Linked DNA regions of Danio rerio: region 1 is linked to region 2. A link is a contact called in public HiCAR-type data. All regions are on one chromosome and are shown on one strand. The core of a region is the stretch at or near the end of the contact, and the rest is flanking DNA. Distances in the headings are between cores, read along the strand shown.

Region 1 (4,156 bases), core at 1,313-3,812, 240 kb after region 2:
GTCACTGTTTTTTTTTTTTTTTTTTTTTGGGAGAGGGTCATTTAAAAAGTGGGTCATTCTGAAAGTCAGCCAAAATGTCACTTGGCATCTATAATGTTGGGTATTTTATAAGCGCTGTAAAACTATGTTGTCCATATAGGCAGTCCTTGTTCTAATTCACCTAAACATTTTTCAATGTCATCCTCTCGATCCTTTTCTGTCATGTCTCAACATGTGACAGAAAGACATAATCTAAATTCAGTACATTAAAACCACTCAAAAGCCTACCTAAAGCAAAAATATTCAAGATTAGATAGCTGATATCTCTATAAAACTACATATTTGCACATATTTCGTCAAAGCAAGATGGCATTTATGTCGTAACTGATAAAGTTCTTGCAGACAGTAAATACCGTTTTCATATACTCACAGTGTCCTAACCAGACATGACCAAAGCGCACATTAATCTGCGCTTTGGTCCTAGCTATGACAAGCTACGGCACTGCATATTGCTCTGTCAGCTTTCCATTTCTGTACATCAGGTAGTTCCGCCCATTTACAGATACATCTAATATAACGAATCCCTCAGTCTCTTCAAGATTATTACGAAATACATTGTCTAGATGTCATCATGAAAACAAATTCACTTTCAAATATTAGCAATATCCAGCAGTACTGCGCAAACACGCAGAGTGCAAGAGAATGTGGAAACCATGAGAACCACACACACACTAATCTGATTACATGTGATTTTGTTGCATTGCGTGGCATATTCACTTTCAGAGTGAACAATGAAATAGTTGCACTGCATCTGTTTTACACACATCTGCCTAGCAGCACTGCACTCGATGTCACTATTGTGCTAGCATAATCCACAATCAATATGTGCCTAGATACACAATAAAATCAATCAACAATTCTCAGGTGCATCCCTTGATCAGAAGAGATTTTTATTGCTTAAGATATAAAATAAATAGTTGTATTCTTCAATTTGTTTCTGTACACATCCTTTTTTTTAAACGGTGGAAGGCCGATGGTCAAGGTCAGCCGAGCAACATGCTTCTAGCCTGAATTATTTGAATATTTCCATGTACAGAAAGCATTGGCTTCTCATAACGTACGGTCCCATTGGAATAAAATAAAAAAATATGAGCATAATACGGCATCTCTAATGAAACCAATAAAGAGACTGTGTGCCATGAGGGTGCAAAAATGACATTCATTCACTCTGCTGTTTTCATTGCTCTCTGTTGTTTCGGCTAGATTTAGTTTTGAGTCACTTGGCTGTTTCTATTGCAGTTTATATTAGATTTTTTTATGTCCCCAGTAAAAATATTTTCTAAATGACCTGTAGGACCAATGTATTGTCAAAATGTCATTATCGAATTAGTTTGTCAACAAGGCGGCAAACCGATCCATAGATTCTCAGTGTAAAGAATAGAAACAGAATAAGAACTAATACGGAAGAGGATAAATAAACAAGTTGGTGGGAATAAAAAAGTACCACAACTCTCATTTACACAATTTGCTAAGTTTACTTTGGGCTATACAAACATTTTTGTTTTTCCTTTGCCTCAGTAGAAACCAGAATCACTTAAACAACGATTCACATTATGTTAAAGCAAGAAGATAGAATGAAGCACAAATACAAACGCAGATGTCCAGTAAAAATATTAGTAACACAACTGTGTAGGTCACTTCCCCACACAACAAATTACATATATCCTGCTTTCCTCTACAAGCTACTATAAGGAGTCAGCTAATAACAGACAACAGGCTGAAACTAGTTGAGACAAGTTTACATCTCACAGATCTCATGCATAAAAAAACTAAACAAAAACACTTGAGAGGATTCTGGTGAAGCGATCATCCTGGAGTCACGCCATCAAATTAAAATTAACAAATCATGTTAATTTTCTTTATGAATCAACATTATCATATCATATTTCTTTCTTTTAAACCTTGCTCGTAGTCTGATTGACACACCTTCAAAACCGTAAACAAACTGTCAAGTTTCAGGCATAAGAGCTCAAACACTAGGAATGGCTAGAATGACACGAGTCAAGCGCAGGCACGGCACAACAGCTGTAAACCGTGCGTGCACACACTGCAGCTACAACCCAGAACAAACATACAGCAAGGCCTCTTTAGGGAGCTCCTCCCTCTCTCTGCCATTTCAGACTAGCAGCTCTTAAACTGCAGTAACACAAAATGGCCACCACCTAGGCAGCTGACAACAAGCCAAACTGTAGTGGCACCATTCACACATATTAAACCAGAATAGACGATAATATTTAAGTGGTATTTAAATTAGCCAACTTGCATTCAGCATTTGTCTTGTCGCTCTCTGATTCCCAATGCCTACTGTATCATTCAGTTTCATTTTTTCCCCCTCGCACAACGCAAAAATCTTCAATTCATCCTCTTGAAGGCTGTAAATCTTCAGTGTGTCCTGTCATTCATGTTGGTGGATGGCACAAAAACAAACCGATGGCCGCTTGTCTTCTGGAGTGCCTAAAAGATTTTCAATTGATCAGGTGCGTGTAGCTCCTCCGAGTTTTATTAGGACTCTTGTTTTGCTCATCCGGATGCACTCCTGAGGACTACGCTTTTATAGGTACTCTTCAATCCATCCAGGTGTTCCCAATTTTCAACACATTAACGAGCCACATTGACAACAGCAGCAGCAGCAACATCTCTAGATATTAACCATGCATGGCTAAGCTAAGCTATTTTAGCTAGACAGATTTAGGATGCTATTTTAATAAGCATTATACTCTAAAAACAGATATTGTTATCAGAGAATGTCTAAGGATGTTAGCTCTACCGCAAGGGTGCTCAATCCTACTGGAGATTTACCTCTGTGCAGATTTGGTTTTGAAGATTGTGATTGGTTCCAAAAAAGGACCAGAACCAGCTAATCATGCTCCTCGGGAACACCTGTAAATTACCACAGGTGAGTGGAAAGAGGGTTGGACCTAAATTCGGATTAAAGGACAATCTCAGGACTGAGTACCCCTGAATAACATAATGTCTACTCAAATGATTTGGTTAATAGCAAACACAGTGTTAGCACACAATTTCATGCAGTGACAACAAACATTTGCAAGCAAAATGTCAAACTGTGATAAACACCATGAAAATAAATAATAAACCACACATTTCACAGAAGAATTCTAATAAAAAGAAACAAAAGCAGGACAGGAAGAGAGAGAGAGAGCTGTGACCTTACACTGCAAACCTCAAACACAGGCCACCTTCAGCTTGGAGGAGAAATTTGCAAGGGTGACTAGCCTCCGTGCGATCAAAAGCCTAGCAGTAGAGCTGAGCCAATGTGGGGGAGGGGCAGGGCCAGGGCTGTACCATGGATTTTACAGGGGTGCAATTGTAATTAATGTTATTAAAATGAACACCTTAATATACAATGTCTGAAACTGGCAAATGAGTTGCACTGTATATGTACACAGAACCGCAAAGGAGATAAAAATTATCATTCTCTAAGCAGTTTATTTATTAAGGTTTGTTGTTTCACTGAATCTTTGAAACATGTTCATAATGTAAAGCTGAACAGAAATTTGGAAATCTAATATTATTGTATAAAAACTGAAAAACATAACTTAGCTCTTAACCCATCAACCTAGCTGAGATGAGTTCTAGACCACAGTCACACTGCAGTGTAGCTCCACCCTCCTGCTGCAAAGTAGCACAGCAGAGCAGACAATGGAAAATTACCGGAGTACGGATTGTACCATTTAAGAACTGAAAGGGGGACATTTTTAACTTGGCCATTGCAAATGTCCTAGTTTCAAAAAGATTTTAGCTACAGGTCACTTCAATCTGATTTTCATCTAGTCAGCGTTCTGATACGTCTGACAAACAGCACTGAGGTCTCAATCAGAGACCTTTGAGTACAAACATTTCCACACATACTTATTTAAATACAAAAATGCAATTAATTAGGAATATGAATCTGTACTACAGTGATTCTCAAGCATAGCCTATGATTAGCCAAGAGAGAATGCAAGCACGTCTAGTCACTTTACCCCTTAAGGAGCACACAAAGACTACAGGGAAGGGGGATGGGAGCATAGCTATGTTTGAAATTGTATTTAAAAACGTTGCCTTGTTTATATGTTAAAACAAGAAAATATATTTTGCGAAATACACAAGGGCTTAA
Region 2 (3,659 bases), core at 1,058-3,557:
CATGCCACAGACTCACAAACAAAATCATTTTCTTAGGAGGGATCTCCCATTAGTTCTGCACAATACTGGAAAAATCTAACATTGTGATTTTGTTATTTTGCTTTATGAATACAATTTCACTAGATGATTTAAATAGTTCAATTTGGAAAGACTTTATCATTTTGGATTGATTGGGATGATTCTGTAAGGGAGTGCATATTCATGATATATAACAAACTATCTATAAATATCTATAGATAAATACAATAAAGAAAAGATACAAGTGAAATAATCTGTGATTGATCTTTTTCCGAGTCTAACATAATTTATTCATTTTCTTTTTGGCTTAGTCCCTATGTTAATCTGGGGTCGCACAATGGAATGAACCGCAAACTTATCCAGCACGTTTTTTACGCAGTGAATGCCCTTCCTACCGCAATCCATCTCTGAAACACCCACATACATTCATAGACTATGGACAATTTAGCTAACCTAATTCACCTGTACCGCATGTCTTCAGACTGTGGGGGAATCCAGAGCACCTGGAGGAAACCCATGCGAACGCAGAGAGAACATGCAAACTCCACACAAGACGCCAACTGACCCAGCCGAGGCTCGAACCAGTGATCTTCTTGCTGTGAGGCGACAGCACTACCTACTGCGCCACTGCATCACCTCTAGCATTATTCATTTACACAAATTGAAAATTTAAAAAATAATAATTTGAAAAGTAATGTTATTAATTGTTACAAACAGTACAATTTCTAATGCATGAATGCTTTTAAAAATCCTTATACCTCCAGGGGCCTCAAAAACACATGCAATTTCATAAATTAAAATACAGACTCAACATTGCATATCATTCAACTATTGCAAATGATCACATTGTGATACTGATGCAGAAATTATTTATTGTGCAGCACTACCTCCAATTCGTACATTTAAAATTCAACAAAATATGTAAGCACATAAATACAGTGTAAAAAATAATATGATAAACATTTGGAAAATATTAAGTTTTTGTTACATCATTACTTTTTCTAAGACACTAGACTACTCTACTGACAAATATAGTATTCATGTAAATCCAGTAAAATTTATTGACAATAATTATTTTAATAAAATGTTTTTAAAAATTATTGAAATTTAATTGTATTACATACCTAATTAACATTATTTAAATTTTAAAACATTTAATAAATATAAAATAAGATTTTACTTCACGAAACATTTGTGAACATTTAATAATTAAATAATACTTTCCATTCAATGCATTAAAAAAATGTTTTAAACAAATTTTTCGATTATTTATGGACCGCAAATAGAGATGGACGCAGAAATATATGAAATGTTATGAGTGATTATTGTGTTATTTTACCGAGCCATGGCAAGATTACAGAAGGCCGCATACTGAGGACAGTCCTGCTGTTTCAGCTCCTTAGCCAACTGACCTGAGGAAACATGTTAAATAGTTTTAATAAAAAAATGAACACTCTCAACTATAAAGACAGAATTATTGCCATCAACTTTAACCCAATATTGTATTAAATGGTTTCAAATTCACACATTCAGACTTTTTCCTTAATATAAACTCAGAAAAGTATTTTTGCAAATTCTAAATGGGGAACTAACATTATCAGCTAAGTACAACATTGTTTACAGTCAATTAATGTTGTTAGGGTTGTTAATGTTGTTAAAGTCATACTTCAATGCAATTTTAGACCCAATATTCAAAGGAGCGTAGTAAACCATATAGAGACTGTTAAATGAACTAATGTGCGAATATAAAAGCAACTTTACTTCAATTAATACAATACATACCAAATTGTTCACTTGCTTCTGCAACATTAGGCTTCCGAAGAAAGCGCCTGTGATTCAAGAAGAGCATCATTAAAGCTTTAATAACAGTACTAATGAGATTTGACAGCTGAACATTCATACAAGCTCTTTTAGAACTGTTCGGTATGTAAAGCTGCTTGACATTAAACATCTACAAGATATAATATTTACACATACATCTTAAGTAATTTTACATTTATTATCTAACATTATCGTCATTTTCTTCAATTAGATCCTCTTTACGTGAAATTAGCAAAAGGCTAGTGATGGTTGTGTGTTGCTAGCCTTGACATGACGTTCTGTGGTTTTAGGCGACGCTATAAAAATTCAACGTCGATTATCTACCAAAAGACACGTTAAAACATAACTTAGTTTGTATGAGAAAGCTTTCCAGCTCTTACTTTTTCAGTTTATTTGACACCGCCCGGTAGCGCATCAGAAAATCTCCTTCGGCTGCCATTGTTGATATTCAGTAGGAGGGCAAACACACCGGAAGCCGCTCTCCGATTGTTCCCATTGGTTGCCCACATCTGAAGCTTTTGTTTAATTGGTTTACAAAGGGTGAGGGCGGGTTTTTTGTTGTTGGTTAGTTCAAGGAAAACCACACATTGATTTAGAAATCAAAAATTTGTTACTTTTATTTATTTTGCAGTATTTTATTATACAACTTGTACATTAAAATAATAAATTTTACACAACTAGCGTTATATTTACACCAAGTACATTATAGCAGGTAAGAAAATATTTACAAATTCATTCATTACTTTATATTTATTCAAAAATTTTCATAGACAGAATCAAATGCTTCATCTTCTAGTACTTTGCAGTCCTGAAAAAGAGCAAAACAGATCAAACTATTGGTATTCTGAAACAACACTCAGTTGTACTTAAGAAGTTTTTCTTTGATTAATAGTCATGAGGCGAAAAAAATCTTTATTCCACACAATTAATTTTTCTATCAGCTGTATATTTATAAGACTGCTCACATATTTACCCAATTAAAAGGGCACCTATGATGCAAAAAACCTTTTGGAAGCTGTTTGGACAGAACTATATGTAGGTATAGTGTGTCCACATTCATATTGGAGTGATATAAACTAGTGTGGTCACTAGGGCTGATATAAAAAAAAATCTGACATTGCAATATTTTGTATTTCTGCGATATATATAGATATATACTGTAAATACAATTTCACTAGATTAATTAAATAGCCCTATTGGACACAATGTATTATTTTTCAATCGATTGCCATGACTTTGTAGGGGGAAAAATCATGCATGAAATGTAATATGCAAATATAAGAGCAAAATAAACAGTGCTCTATGGTTTTCACAGTGCAGTCAAATCTTATTCAGCTACAGAGAAAAAAGCCAAATTTAAAATACCACTGCAAAGACTTTACTGTTTCATCAGTTCAATAAAATTATTTTCTTTTAAATATTGTGTCTGAATGCTCTTAGCGCCTAAAAACATGTGCGAACGATAAACTTTTACTCCATTAAGGTTAAACTCGGCAGTAACTCCACAAATATCACATACTTCCAATACAATAATATATATAATCCCAAATTATACAATCCTAACTCAACGATGTGACTATTGCAGATGATGCAAAATAGCGTTATCGATGCTGAAACAATACATTTTGCAGCCCTAGTTATCATGATACTGAAATTTGGTATCAGTCGGTACTGACATTTTAAAAAATGTTAATTTCCCACCAACATTTAAGCTTAAACAACGCTGATTTGCCCTTGTGTTCACATGCTCAACAGAAATGTGATTGGCCTTAAAGCTCATCAGCTCACTAAACTCACCGCTGTTTACCAAGTACAAACAC

What was found. HiCAR-type assays count read pairs that join an accessible place to other places.
Region 1: a contact with region 2 is called in a HiCAR-type map of caudal fin, with 2.3 times the contacts expected there. The contact joins the promoter of atf7ip here to the promoter of f8a in region 2. A contact is called at or near these places in 1 of 18 Hi-C or Micro-C datasets (caudal fin) and 2 of 4 datasets of contacts at active chromatin or transcription factors (caudal fin and embryo).

The regions. Positions count from the first base shown.
Region 1 is chr1:48,864,278-48,868,433 of GRCz12tu, forward strand. atf7ip (activating transcription factor 7 interacting protein) reads right to left here and starts at 2,563. Exons shown (of 14, transcript NM_001077603.2): 1 at 2,303-2,563. The coding sequence starts at 2,362.
Region 2 is chr1:48,621,612-48,625,270 of GRCz12tu, forward strand. f8a (coagulation factor VIII associated) reads right to left here and starts at 2,308. Exons shown (of 10, transcript NM_001006078.1): 1 at 2,220-2,308; 2 at 1,801-1,847; 3 at 1,358-1,430. The coding sequence starts at 2,278. si:ch211-243a20.4 reads right to left here. Exons shown (of 6, transcript XM_009293654.5): 6 at 2,429-2,647. The coding sequence ends at 2,594.